2 separate regions of the Mus musculus genome follow, and region 1 is linked to region 2. Evidence: chromatin contacts called from public Micro-C data. All regions are on one chromosome and are shown on one strand. Each heading gives the region's core, a stretch centred on a gene start, on an enhancer-like site or on the middle of the called end of the contact. The rest is flanking DNA. Distances are from core to core; before and after follow the strand shown. Region 1 holds the start of Dok2 (docking protein 2). Region 2 holds the start of Phyhip (phytanoyl-CoA hydroxylase interacting protein).

What was found. A called contact is a pair of places that touch in the nucleus more often than the background predicts.
Region 1: a Micro-C map of embryonic stem cells shows a contact between it and region 2, with 1.8 times the contacts expected there. The contact joins the promoter of Dok2 here to the promoter of Phyhip in region 2. A contact is called at or near these places in 10 of 484 Hi-C or Micro-C datasets (the G1E-ER4 cell line, cardiomyocytes, embryonic stem cells and 4 more) and 2 of 115 datasets of contacts at active chromatin or transcription factors (embryonic stem cells and pancreatic cancer cells).

Annotation. Positions count from the first base shown.
Region 1 is chr14:70,772,715-70,778,275 of GRCm38.p6, forward strand. It overlaps Dok2 (docking protein 2), which reads left to right and starts at 1,667. Exons shown (of 5, transcript NM_010071.2): 1 at 1,667-1,795; 2 at 2,752-3,033; 3 at 3,270-3,357; 4 at 4,102-4,283; 5 at 4,745-5,561. The coding sequence starts at 1,724. The coding sequence ends at 5,359.
Region 2 is chr14:70,453,746-70,459,458 of GRCm38.p6, forward strand. It overlaps Phyhip (phytanoyl-CoA hydroxylase interacting protein), which reads left to right and starts at 3,772. Exons shown (of 5, transcript NM_145981.3): 1 at 3,772-4,058.

The DNA.
Region 1 (5,561 bases), core at 417-2,916, 320 kb after region 2:
CCTTTGATTCTTAGGAGACAGCAAACATACATTTTTTTTTCTTAATATTGCAAAAGAATTCAGAGGTCTAGACAGACCTTTGTTAAGAACAGACAATAAGAGAGTTAGGTGAGACACTGCCCTGACCACACCTGGGCCTAACCTCCCTCTGTCCTAGGCTGACCTGGAGCTCAGGAATCTGCCTGATAAGCTGACTCATAGTGTGGCTGCCTTTATTCCTTTAGATTCATGAATTCATTCCTTGTAATTCATATCGCATCCCTATATTTTGCATAGTTGAGAAACTATATATATATATATACTGAACTCATGTATTTAGAGTTCTTTCCCATAGCCTCAAGGGCTGTCCTGAAAGTCTCAGCATTTACCATTTTTCTGGAGACATAGCCACCTCACCTTTGCCTCCAGGCCTCACTTTCGCTTCCTGGACTCACGCTGTCTCTGATTAGCATGGAGTCATTAACATTGAAACAGAGGACATTCCTCAGAGTGAAAATATGCACTACACAAACAAGTCTCCCTCTCACAGCAGCCATTGACACTTGTGGAGGCTCACACCAGGGGCTACATGTCGCTCTGTCTCCACCAGTGCTACACCAGGCTTGGCACGCATAGAAGAATTGGAAGTTCTGAAGTTCCCACAGTTTAAGGTAAGTCCCACTTGAACCCAAGTGAGGAAGGAAGCCAACAGCTGAGTTAGACTTGGGGAGGAAATCTTTTTCTAGAGAGAATGTTCTTATTTCTAGATTCACCACAGACTTGTGTATTGTATGTTGTTCTTATTGCTAGATTCACCACAGACTTGTGTATTGTATGTGTTTTTGGCAGGCAGGAAATACTTTCATACAATGGGACTGGTGCGTGTTGTGTGTGTGTGCGTGCACACACACACACACACACACACATGTTTTATCTATCTGTAATTTACCCAGTATATGGCTCATCTTTGCTTGAGCTGGGAGACTTGGGTTCTGGGTGTTAGCCTTATAGGCCCTTCAGACCATCTCTATCTCCTTTTCTTTTTTTTTCTTTTCTTTTCTTTACTTTTCTTTTCTTTTCTTTTTTTCTCTCTTTCTTTCTCTCTTTCTTTCTTTTTTCTTTCTTTCAAGATTTATTTACTTATTTTATGCATATGAGTACGTGTACATTGCTCCGTTCAGGAACATCAGAAGAGGTCATCAGACCCCATTACAGAGCCACCATGTGGTTGCTGGGATTTGAACTCAGGACCTCTGGAGGAGCAGTCAGTGCTCTTAACCGCTGAGCCACCTCTCCAGCCCCAGTTTTCTCTTTTCAATGAGTAGGTTATGGTGATTGATTCCAAAGGGCTTTTCCAGCCCTGACACACTCAGCATCCTGCCTGAATGTAGAGCCCTCACCCCGGACTTTCTTGAACAACTTGATTTTGGGGTCTCTTTGTTCTTATGGCTCAGTCCTTCACACCAGCTTCTGCAGAAGTGTGAAATTTGGCTTTTTTTGGAAATTGCATGTTACTCACTGGAAATGCAGGAAGGAAGCTTGCTCGTGAAGTGCACTTAAAAAAAAAAAAAGGCGCACACAGAGCAAGAAACCACAGGGCCTATCAGCCTGTCGTCATCAAGCAGACTAGAATAGTGTAGAAAAACTCTAGTCAGAGAGGAAATGAACTAGAGAGAAGGGGGAACAGGCCCAGAAGAGAGAAGAGAGAGGGCAGAGGCAATGGCAGTGGGGAGCTGAAGCTGCGATGGTCAGGATGGAGGAGCCAGCTGTGAAGCAGGGCTTCCTGCATCTTCAGCAGCAGCAGACCTTTGGCAAGGTAAGAGTAAGGCTGGGCTCTCGCTGGGCGGAGCAGCTTGGGGGAGGGCCCTGTTACTATCCCGGGTAGAAGGGTGTCTTAATATCCCTGACCCTTATGAGACCATGTGCTCCACCAGTTTAGACAAGAACACTACTTGGGGAAGATGTCTGCCTTCTCAACGTGCCTTGCCTTCTAAACCAGGCTCTGGATCGCTCTTTGCTGAGGGCTGTTTGTCCTTGCTTGTGGGGGAGGAAGCAGATTCTGACATTATCTCTCTCTCTTTTTGTTCCCTTGCTCAGTATTGAATTTGGGGGTACCTTGGGCGGGTACGGAAGGAAGAGTTGGGGGCCAGTCAGTTTGGGATGACAGCAGAGGTCCCTCTCACCTTTGACTGCTACTGAGCTGTGGCCCCAGGGTGTTCCAACCTCTTCCTTCCCTAGCCTCTTTGAAGGGGAAGCTCTTCTGCCTCCTGCTGTTACCCAGCTGTGCTTACCCCAACACCCACCTCACCCTGTCTAGGTCTCTGTTTCTTTGTTTGTCTCTCATGGTCCAACTCCTTAATCAGTGAGACAAAAAAGGAGAGGAGGTGGGAAATTTTGGAGCCAGAACCTTCCTATGAAATGAAGACTTGTCCCTGGTCTAGGCTACTCTCCCCTCACTGTTCATCTCTGGGCTCAGTGACTTTTGTTCCCACTACCTGGCTGATGGGCCTGTCATCTTCCTGGACTCTGCATCCATTGGACATTTACTGTGGCCTTTGGCTAGCCTGCGGATCTTGGTCAGCTCTGTCATTCCATGGTCTCTGTTGTCTTCTCGGGCCTCTCTGACTGGCTGTGATGTTTGCCATTCTCCCCATCCTGTGTGGCTGCCCCAGCCCCTCTACCTCTCCCACAGTTCCTCTTCTCCCCTTTCATGACCATCTCTCCATCTCCGATGGTTCCCACTTGGCCTCTACGTGGCATACCTGGGCTCAGAAGTGGCGCCGGTTCGCAGCCGTGTTATATGGAGAGTCTGGCTGTGCCCTAGCCAGACTAGAGCTCCAGGATGTCCCCGAGAAGACACGGCGAGGAGAGGCCACTCGGAAGGTTGTCCGCCTCAGTGACTGCTTACGGGTAGCAGAGGTAGGCAGTGAGGCCAGCAGCCCCCGGGACACCAGTGCCTTCATCCTGGAGACCAAGGAGCGCCTGTACCTACTGGCAGCCCCCTCGGCAGAGCGCAGTGACTGGATACAGGCCATCTGCCTGTTGGCTTTCCCGGTGAGGGGTACAAAGTGGCCCAGGGGAGGGCGGCCACCAGGGGAGGGCGATGTTACTTAGATACTTCCTGTGGACAGGTGGTAGAAGAACCAAAACTCTTTTTTAGGGGAGTTCTTCCTTAAGGGAGCCCAGTTTGAAGTGCACCCAGAACCAGCTGGCTGGGTGTGCACTGAAAGCGAATGTCAGAGAGCCTTGGGGTGGGTTCTGGTGCTAAGACCCGGGACCTGCCTCCTCAGGGACAGAGGAAAGGGTCACCAGGACTGGAGGAAAAGAGCGGCAGTCCCTGCATGGAGGAGAACGAGTTGTATAGCAGCTCCACCACAGGTGAGAGTTGGGGCTGAGGGGCCTATGGTGCGGGAGGGAGGAGGCATGGGCTGGCTTGTGGTCTTCCTGCCTTGTGGTTACCCTGGGCCCAGCTTATCAGCGTCTCTTCCTGGCTTCTTGGTGTGGCTCAAGGTCGTTGGAACCCGGCCTACCCCAGTGTCTGCCTTGGCTCAGCCTGCCCTGACTGAGGCTGAGGGTCTCGGTTTGACTCTCTCTTTGTGGGGCGTGAAGTGATTGTGGGAGGAGAGAATTGCTTCGTGTCTGTTTGGCAGTGCAGGGCGTCCTGTGAATAGGGAAATGCGGTGCTGATAAGGGAGGCCCAGTTCTGGCTTTCTTTGTGCTTTCTAGGCTCATCACGGAGGTGTGGGAGAGAAACTCTTCCGTTTACACTCCACCCACGGGAAGGGGCACTGGCTATGGGAGTCGCAGGGGCAGGCTTCACCTGGGGCTTAGCATCAGGGTCTTGGGGAGTGATGGATGGTGTGGAGAAAACCAAGCTGTGGCTCTGGCAGCAGTGGCAGGAAGGATGTGGGCACAGGGTTGGGGTGGTATGGCCGAGGGCCTGAAGAATGCCTTCCAGGGGAGGAGGTGGGGTCAGCAGCCTAGGCATTAAGATCTGTGGTGGGATCACAGATAACACGAACAGGGTTTTCTCAAGAATTTCTGGCATGCTTACTAAGGATGGGTTGGTGGAGAAGGAGCCCACTGTTTCCTGAAGCTGCCTCTCTTTCTTCTCCTCTCCAGGGCTCTGCAAGGAATATATGGTGACCATACGACCCACAGAAGCCAGTGAGCGCTGCCGGCTCCGAGGGTCCTATACTCTCCGGACCGGGGTGAGTGCCCTGGAGCTGTGGGGTGGCCCTGAGCCAGGCACACAGCTATATGACTGGCCCTACAGGTTTCTTCGACGCTTTGGGCGTGACAAGGTGAGTGAGTGAAGGGCTGAGACCAAAGATGAGTTACCTAAGGAGAACAACGAGGGAGGGGCAGAGAGCCAATAAAGAGAGAGTGGATCGAGGAGGAAGGTCATCTAGAGAGACAGCAGAGGTGGGAGGGGAAGGAGTGAAAGCCAAGAGGCCTAGGTGAGGAGAGATGATGTGGAGAAGGGATGGGGAGGAGCGTGTTCTTGCCAGATGTGGTGGCACACAGCTATAATGTCAGCACTGAGGGGGCTGAGGCAGGAGACAGAGTTGAAGGCCTGCCTGGGCTACATGGTGAGAGCCTTTTCCCAAGTAAACAACCAACCCCAACAAACAAAATGCAGAGGCAGAGGGGCAAGAGCTCCAAGAGCTCCAAGAGAAGTTTCTGGTGCCAGGGTCAGCACTTTTCCATGTGGGTGGAGTCCAGGGAAGAACAGTTCTTTCCCTCTTTTCCCCCCTCACTGTAGGCAACTTTTTCCTTTGAGGCTGGCAGACGCTGTCTCTCTGGAGAGGGCAACTTTGAGTTCGAAACACGACACGGCAATGAGATCTTCCAAGCCTTAGAAAAGGTCATTGCTGTCCAGAAGAATGCCACCCCTTCCGGGCCTCCATCCCTGCCAGCCACAGGGCCCATGATGCCCACTGTGCTGCCTCGACCTGAAAGCCCCTATTCCCGGCCCCACGACTCTCTGCCTTCTCCATCCCCTGGCACACTGGTGCCTGGCATGAGGCCAGGGGCCCCTGAGGGGGAGTATGCCGTACCCTTTGATACGGTGGCTCACTCCCTGAGGAAGAGCTTCAGGGGCCTCCTGACGGGCCCCCCTCCACACCTTCCCGACCCACTGTATGACAGCATTCAGGAGGATCCTGGGGCCCCTCTACCTGACCATATATATGATGAGCCTGAGGGTGTGGCTGCCCTGTCCCTCTATGACAGGACACAGAGGCCCTCAGGGGAGACATGGAGGGAGCAGGCCACTGCCGATGGGGGTCCCAGCTCCCTCCAGCAAGACTCCTCTGTGCCTGACTGGCCACAGGCAACTGAGTATGACAATGTCATACTTAAAAAAGGCCCAAAGTAGGGGATGGCCAGAAGATGGGATATGTGGTTCCCAGGGAGGTCTTCGGAAGCTGTGGAGGGGAAATGGTGGCTTCTGGTAGAGTCCTTTTGGTTACTGCCCCTTCCTGGGCCCCAGGCTCGGTGTGCCTTATTTGTGTACTGTGTGAGTCACTAGCCTGGAGCAGAAAGAGGGCCCTGGAGGGACCCACCCTCCTCCTACACTT
Region 2 (5,713 bases), core at 2,522-5,021:
CTTCCACTTTTGGTAACAAATCACACGAACATATCATATACCTATCTCTGAAAGGCGGGGAAACTAGTGACTTTAATTCTCTCTTAATTTTTTCAGTGAAGTGCCTACATCTTTCTACAGTGTCCATGTGTGACTTGTGTAAGGAAAGATTACTAACCCAACATAGTTGGCTAGGCAGGGTGGCACACATCTTTAATCCCAGCAGTCTGGAAGCAGAGACAGACAGATCTCTGTGAGGTCAAGGCCTATATAATGAGTTCCAAGCCAGGCATAGACTTCATAGTGAAACCTTGTCTAAAAACAACAAGAAGACCAAACAGAACCAACGTAGCACTGCATACGCTTGGTTGGCTGATAGTTTTTCTATGTGTAGCTAGTTATACTTGGCTTTGCTTTGTTCTGACCATGAGTTTCCCTCCTGTTCTGAGAGGAGTCCTTTGAGGCAAGAAGAGGCATGACACAGAGGGTTGTGTCCTCACCTGCTCGTCTGGCTCACGGGCACACAGCTGCACAAAGGGTCATTCATGCGGCTGCTAACCCACCCCATCCCCCACCGTAGCTCACGATCCCTGGCGGACTTCATGTGCCACCTTGAAAGGGTGAGAAGCATAGATAGTTCAGGACTCTTCCTGTTTCAGGAAGAGAAACTGAGTCACAGAGAATCTTTCCTTTCCCCTGTGCTGCCCTTCAGATTGGTCTTAGGGTTTTAGGCTAGACAACTGAAACTGTTCCTGACTGGGTGGTGATGTCTCAAATCTCTTCTGAGTTTCAACATCTCAGTGTGGGTGTGTGAGGGGCCGGGCCCTTGCGTTTGGCCGAAGGGGTGCTTAATCCTGCCTGTGTGACACACCACTCCACATTCTGTGGTTCATGATCTGACCAGACTCGCTCAGGTTCTCACGCCCATTTAAGGCAGGCTGGCTTCTGCTTGTCATAGACACTGCCAGGATTCACAGACCCCACATTGCTCTCCATACAAGTTCCTTGATGCTCAGCTCGTGCTTTCTGCATTGAGGTCCTCAGTCCTGTCATCCACTGTCCCCATCACCCCCTCTCCATCCCTTACCCCTTCTCCTTTGCCATCTCCTCTGTGGGTGTTGACCTTTCTTCCTGCTCTGTACCCAGAACTTTGCCGGACACCATCTCTAAGCACCAATGGACTTGGATTCAACATCTCCACAGATACCAACCCAGAGGATATTCAAGTATTTTATACAACAACTGGTATGGAATCTGTATGCAGCTTATGTGTATCTTCCATAATTTACTAATACCTAATACAATCTAAAAACTACATGAGGTTTAAGAAATAAAACGAAAAGTCTGTACATGTTTAACACAAACACAATTAAATTTTACATAGCTCAGGCTAGCTTCAAACTCCCTATGTAGCTAAGGATAATCTTGAATTTCTTGATTTTCTTCTGTCTCTACCTCCCTAGCACTAGATTACATGCACGCAGTGCCACTCCTGGTGTGAACTTGGTACATTCTGTGCAGTATTCAAGTACTCTACCAACTGAGCAAAATCCCTAGCACTACAAATTCAATATGGGAAAAAAAAAAGGTTTTGTTGTTTGTTTGTTTCAAGATAGGGTTGCTCTGGGTATCCCTGGCTGTCCTAGAACTTGCTCTATATACCAGGCTAGACTCAAACTCAGTGACTTGGCTGCCTCTACCTCCCAAGTGCTGGGATCACAAATGTGTGCTACCACTGTCCATCAGACGAAAAAGTTCTAAATTTTATTTTATTGTGTGTGTGTATGGGTGTTTTGCCTGCATGTATGTCAATGCACATGTTGTGTGACAAAACTTTTCCTGGAGAGAGAGAGAACACACACATTTTCTTACCCTAGATAGGGAGCCCATGATAGACCAAGGTACAGAAACCTCCAAAGCCCAACTTGGTAAAGCAATGGGTTTTATTGGGGTTACTTACAGGATTATGGGTGAGGGCTTACTTAATGGAGCAGAAAAGACTCAAAGACTGCTGCATCTCCAAAGCCCACCCCAACAGAAAGCCCACCCCCAACATGGGTGACAGCTCTCAAAGCCAGGAACCTGGAGCACACTGCACAGCCTGCAGGCTGCCCAGCAGGTTAGAGGGTATCTTTTCCACGTTTCTCAGATGGTCTAAACCTCTTCCCAGCTGTCCAGCTAGTTTCTATTTTTTGTTTTTCCCAGGGAACTGATTTGGTTTCAGAGTCTTCTTGGTTTGTCAGAGAGTCTTCTTTGCAGCTCAGCCTTGCTCCTCTGAGAGGGAGTCTCAGGCTATTATTGCTTACTCTGGTAGAGAGAGTGATTCTGGTCAAGGGGGCGCAGTGATTCTGGTCAGTTTCAGGGACTTCCTGAATCTATTTTGAGTTGGTTACCTTCCTGCTTAAGGAGCTTCCCTGCAGGATGGAATGTTTCAATCCTGGAGGAAACTGTTATACAACAGCACCACATGGGTACAGTGTCAGCAGGGACCAGAAAGGGACAATGGGATGCCCTTGAGCTGGAGTTAAAGATGGTTCTGAGCTGGGACTAGAACTTGAGTTCTTTGCAAGTGTTCTTCTGAGCCATCTCCCCAGCCCCTAAAACATATTTGTGGTCCTTGGTTGTATCAGTAGGTACAGAGGGGTCAACCAGAGGCTCCTTATTTTCTTCCGTGTATCCTCCAAATGTCTCTCCTACTCCTTAGAAGTCTGCAGACTCTTTGCAGGGGCAGAGACTGTCACCATGAGAAAGATAGCAACTCTTACTACTTGCCTGACATTTCTCAGGTGCCAAGCCCAGAGCTAAGTGATTTACATAATGATCTCATTCCACGATAACAATAAACTTGTATTATCAGCCCACTTCACAAATGAGACAGTCGCTGACCGAGGTCACCTAGCTGGAAAACTATAGAGATGAAATTGTTCCTATCTCCATCAGATTACAAAAACTGTCCTTTTTATCATTGTATTGTCTCTTGGTCACTGTTGCTTCCATCAAATTCCCTTGAGTTTTTTTTTTTTTTGGGGGGGGGGGGGAGGGGACTCCAACCGCCCTCAGTTCTAGGTTGTAGACAAGCCTCCGGCTGATGGTCCTTTCTGACTGCAATCTCAGGGCTTTGCTGGCCTGAGCCTGGAGGGTGGTTGGGATGAGAACACTCAAAGCTCTGTGTATCCTTCCACCCTCCACATTCTTGCCTCTGTGCATCCCTCCCTATTTTACAACGCCTCTCTCCCACTCCTTTACTTAGGGACTCTTAAGCTGCTAGAAGATTCTCCTTGGACACTCCAGAGTCTCTAAAGCTGCTGGGCTGGTTTCTCTTGATAAGAGTTGGTAAGAAAATTGTGCGGTGCATCAGTGAAGGTCTCCCAGGAGACACCTAGACTGAGGATAAGGTCCCACCAACCCCAGCTCTGACACTTCTTTTGAGACCCTTCCCTTACCCAGCCTCCTGAGCCCGTGGGTTAAGCTCCACCCCTCTCTGAGCACCTTAAAGTTTGGGGGCTGAATTCCAAGTAGGAGGTGTGTTGAACGGACTTCAGGAGGCATCTTGCCCTGGAAGAATGGGGGAAAGGTGGCAGAAGCTACAGCTGCTGCCTCCAAGGACATCTGTATAGCTCCCAGGGGACCCTCTGCCCTTTCCCCCTCCCACAAGCCTGGGCGAGCAGGGACCAAGCTTGCTTGTTATCACCTGACGCTGAGCAGCCACTGATCCCATTGGTGGAGCCAGATTCGGTCTGGCTCTCCTGTTCCTTCTCGATTTCTCTGCCTCTCTCTCCTCCACGCTGCTTTGATTTCGCTCTTGCCTCTCTTCTTGCGCGCTTACTCGCTGGGTTCCCAGCAACGCCGCCGTTTTCTTGCCGGGAGCAGTAGCTATAGCTGCAGAGCCAGACAGGCGCTGCCTGTGGGGCATGGAAGCCGACTTCCCAGTAGCCCAGAGAGGAGCGAGCGAGCCCCGCTGCCTGTGACCCCAGGCGTCAGGCTGCTGTCCCCTGCCTGGAGAGATCATCATCTATCTACACAGAGTCTCTCCCTTCCTTCTCTTCCAAGTATCCCTCTGCAGGGCCGGCTGAAGCCAGGTAAGTGCGCTTCTCCCCCCCAAACCATCCTGCCTATTCTGGGAGGTTAAGAGCTGCGGCCACCAGGGTCTCGCCACTGTCCTGGCTGTCCACCTGGGTTGCCAGGCCTGGCGACCTTGTCCCCTTTCCCCTAAGTCCTTGGCAAAGAGCTTAACAGCTGGATCTGGTCTCCGGGGCGACACAGTTAGTTACCCCGTGACCATTCTGCGCAGTCGGCAAAGCCAAAAGGTTCAGCCGGGTGGGGGAGCCTTCCCTCTGGCATGCCAGTAGCTTTTTGAAATGGGCTTGGGGAAGGGGGCCCGGTGTGTACAACGTGTCTGCATGGTTGGGAGGAGGCTGGAGGCTAGCTTGCGTAGATAGGTCTGTCTCTACGCAGTTAGATTCCTTTAGGGTTTCTGACCGGCTTGTAGCATGTTTCAGAACATTTTTCCGCGTGAGGTACATGTGTGCGGGGGCAGCATTTATCCGAGTAGCCTGTGGGTATATGTGGCAGGGGCCCCAAGAGCCAGTATTTTTAGGGGGTGGACATGTCACTTGTCATGTGGGTGGGAGTACATGTTGAGGGAGTACTGTAGCAACCAGGCTGTTTCTATGTGGGGAGGGGCAACTTTGAAGCAGTAGGAGGTGGGTAGGTGGGAAGTGTGGCACAGACCTCTGGCTGTGGGTAGACTTGAGTAGGTGTGCAAACCTGTTGGCCTGTGAAGAATCAGGCTGACCCAGTGTGGCCAAGGAGCAAACATGTTTTCAAAGTCTGTGTCTTGGAACCTACAAAAGGCAATGCCAGAATCCAGGCAAGGATTGACGGGCGCTCAGATATACATGTGTGCACAGGCAGCCATGTGGGTTGCCTGTCCTCTTGTGGGAAGTGGCATGCATATGTGTTGGTGCCCGTGGCTTCCTCGTTTCCTCAAATATGGCTTGTGACAATGAGGGACACATGCATGTGGGTATGTATAGATGTGAGCACGGGCAGGTTGGCATGAAGGCGACAGCTCTCGAAGGGGAAATACTGGGGCATTCTTAGAATGTGCAAGGTGGAGGGGGGGCACATCTATGCGTAGGTGAGTGTGGAGGAATGAGGATGTCTACGAAGGCATATGCTGAGGTATGTGGGCACCCCTTGCGCATGTGTATGTGTGCATGCCTGCCTGCGTGGGGGTATGTACATGCTTGCTTAGGGTGGATTCACATGGCAATGTGGGTGTTCCTAGGGTGCTGCCTCAACCTGTCCCTCACCGGCTGCCCTTCCCTAGGCATCTGGGTGTAGAGAAGCTGGGTTGACACCCACCCTTCGTCCATGCTGGCTGGCTGCCCTTGTAGTGCCAGCTGCCCCCACTCTCACAGACCTTAGGCTAGGGTGTGGAGAGCAGCTCTCCCAAAAAGGGAGAGAAGAAGAGATGAGTGAGGGCCTGGCCTGGAGTCTCCACCCACCCACCCACCCACCACCAGAGCTACCCTGGTCTCTAGGAAGACTCAGAAGTGAGGAGGGATCAAGGCAGGACAGGTGTCTGCTCGGGGCAGGTGTAGGCTGGATCCCATGTGGGTGGGAACCACTCTCAAGTCCTGAGGTGGGAGTATGCATTCATGTTCGTGGGTGCAAAAAAGCTCTCTCCGAAGCGACTTGTCGGTAGCTTGTCGGTATCCAGGGCTTTGTT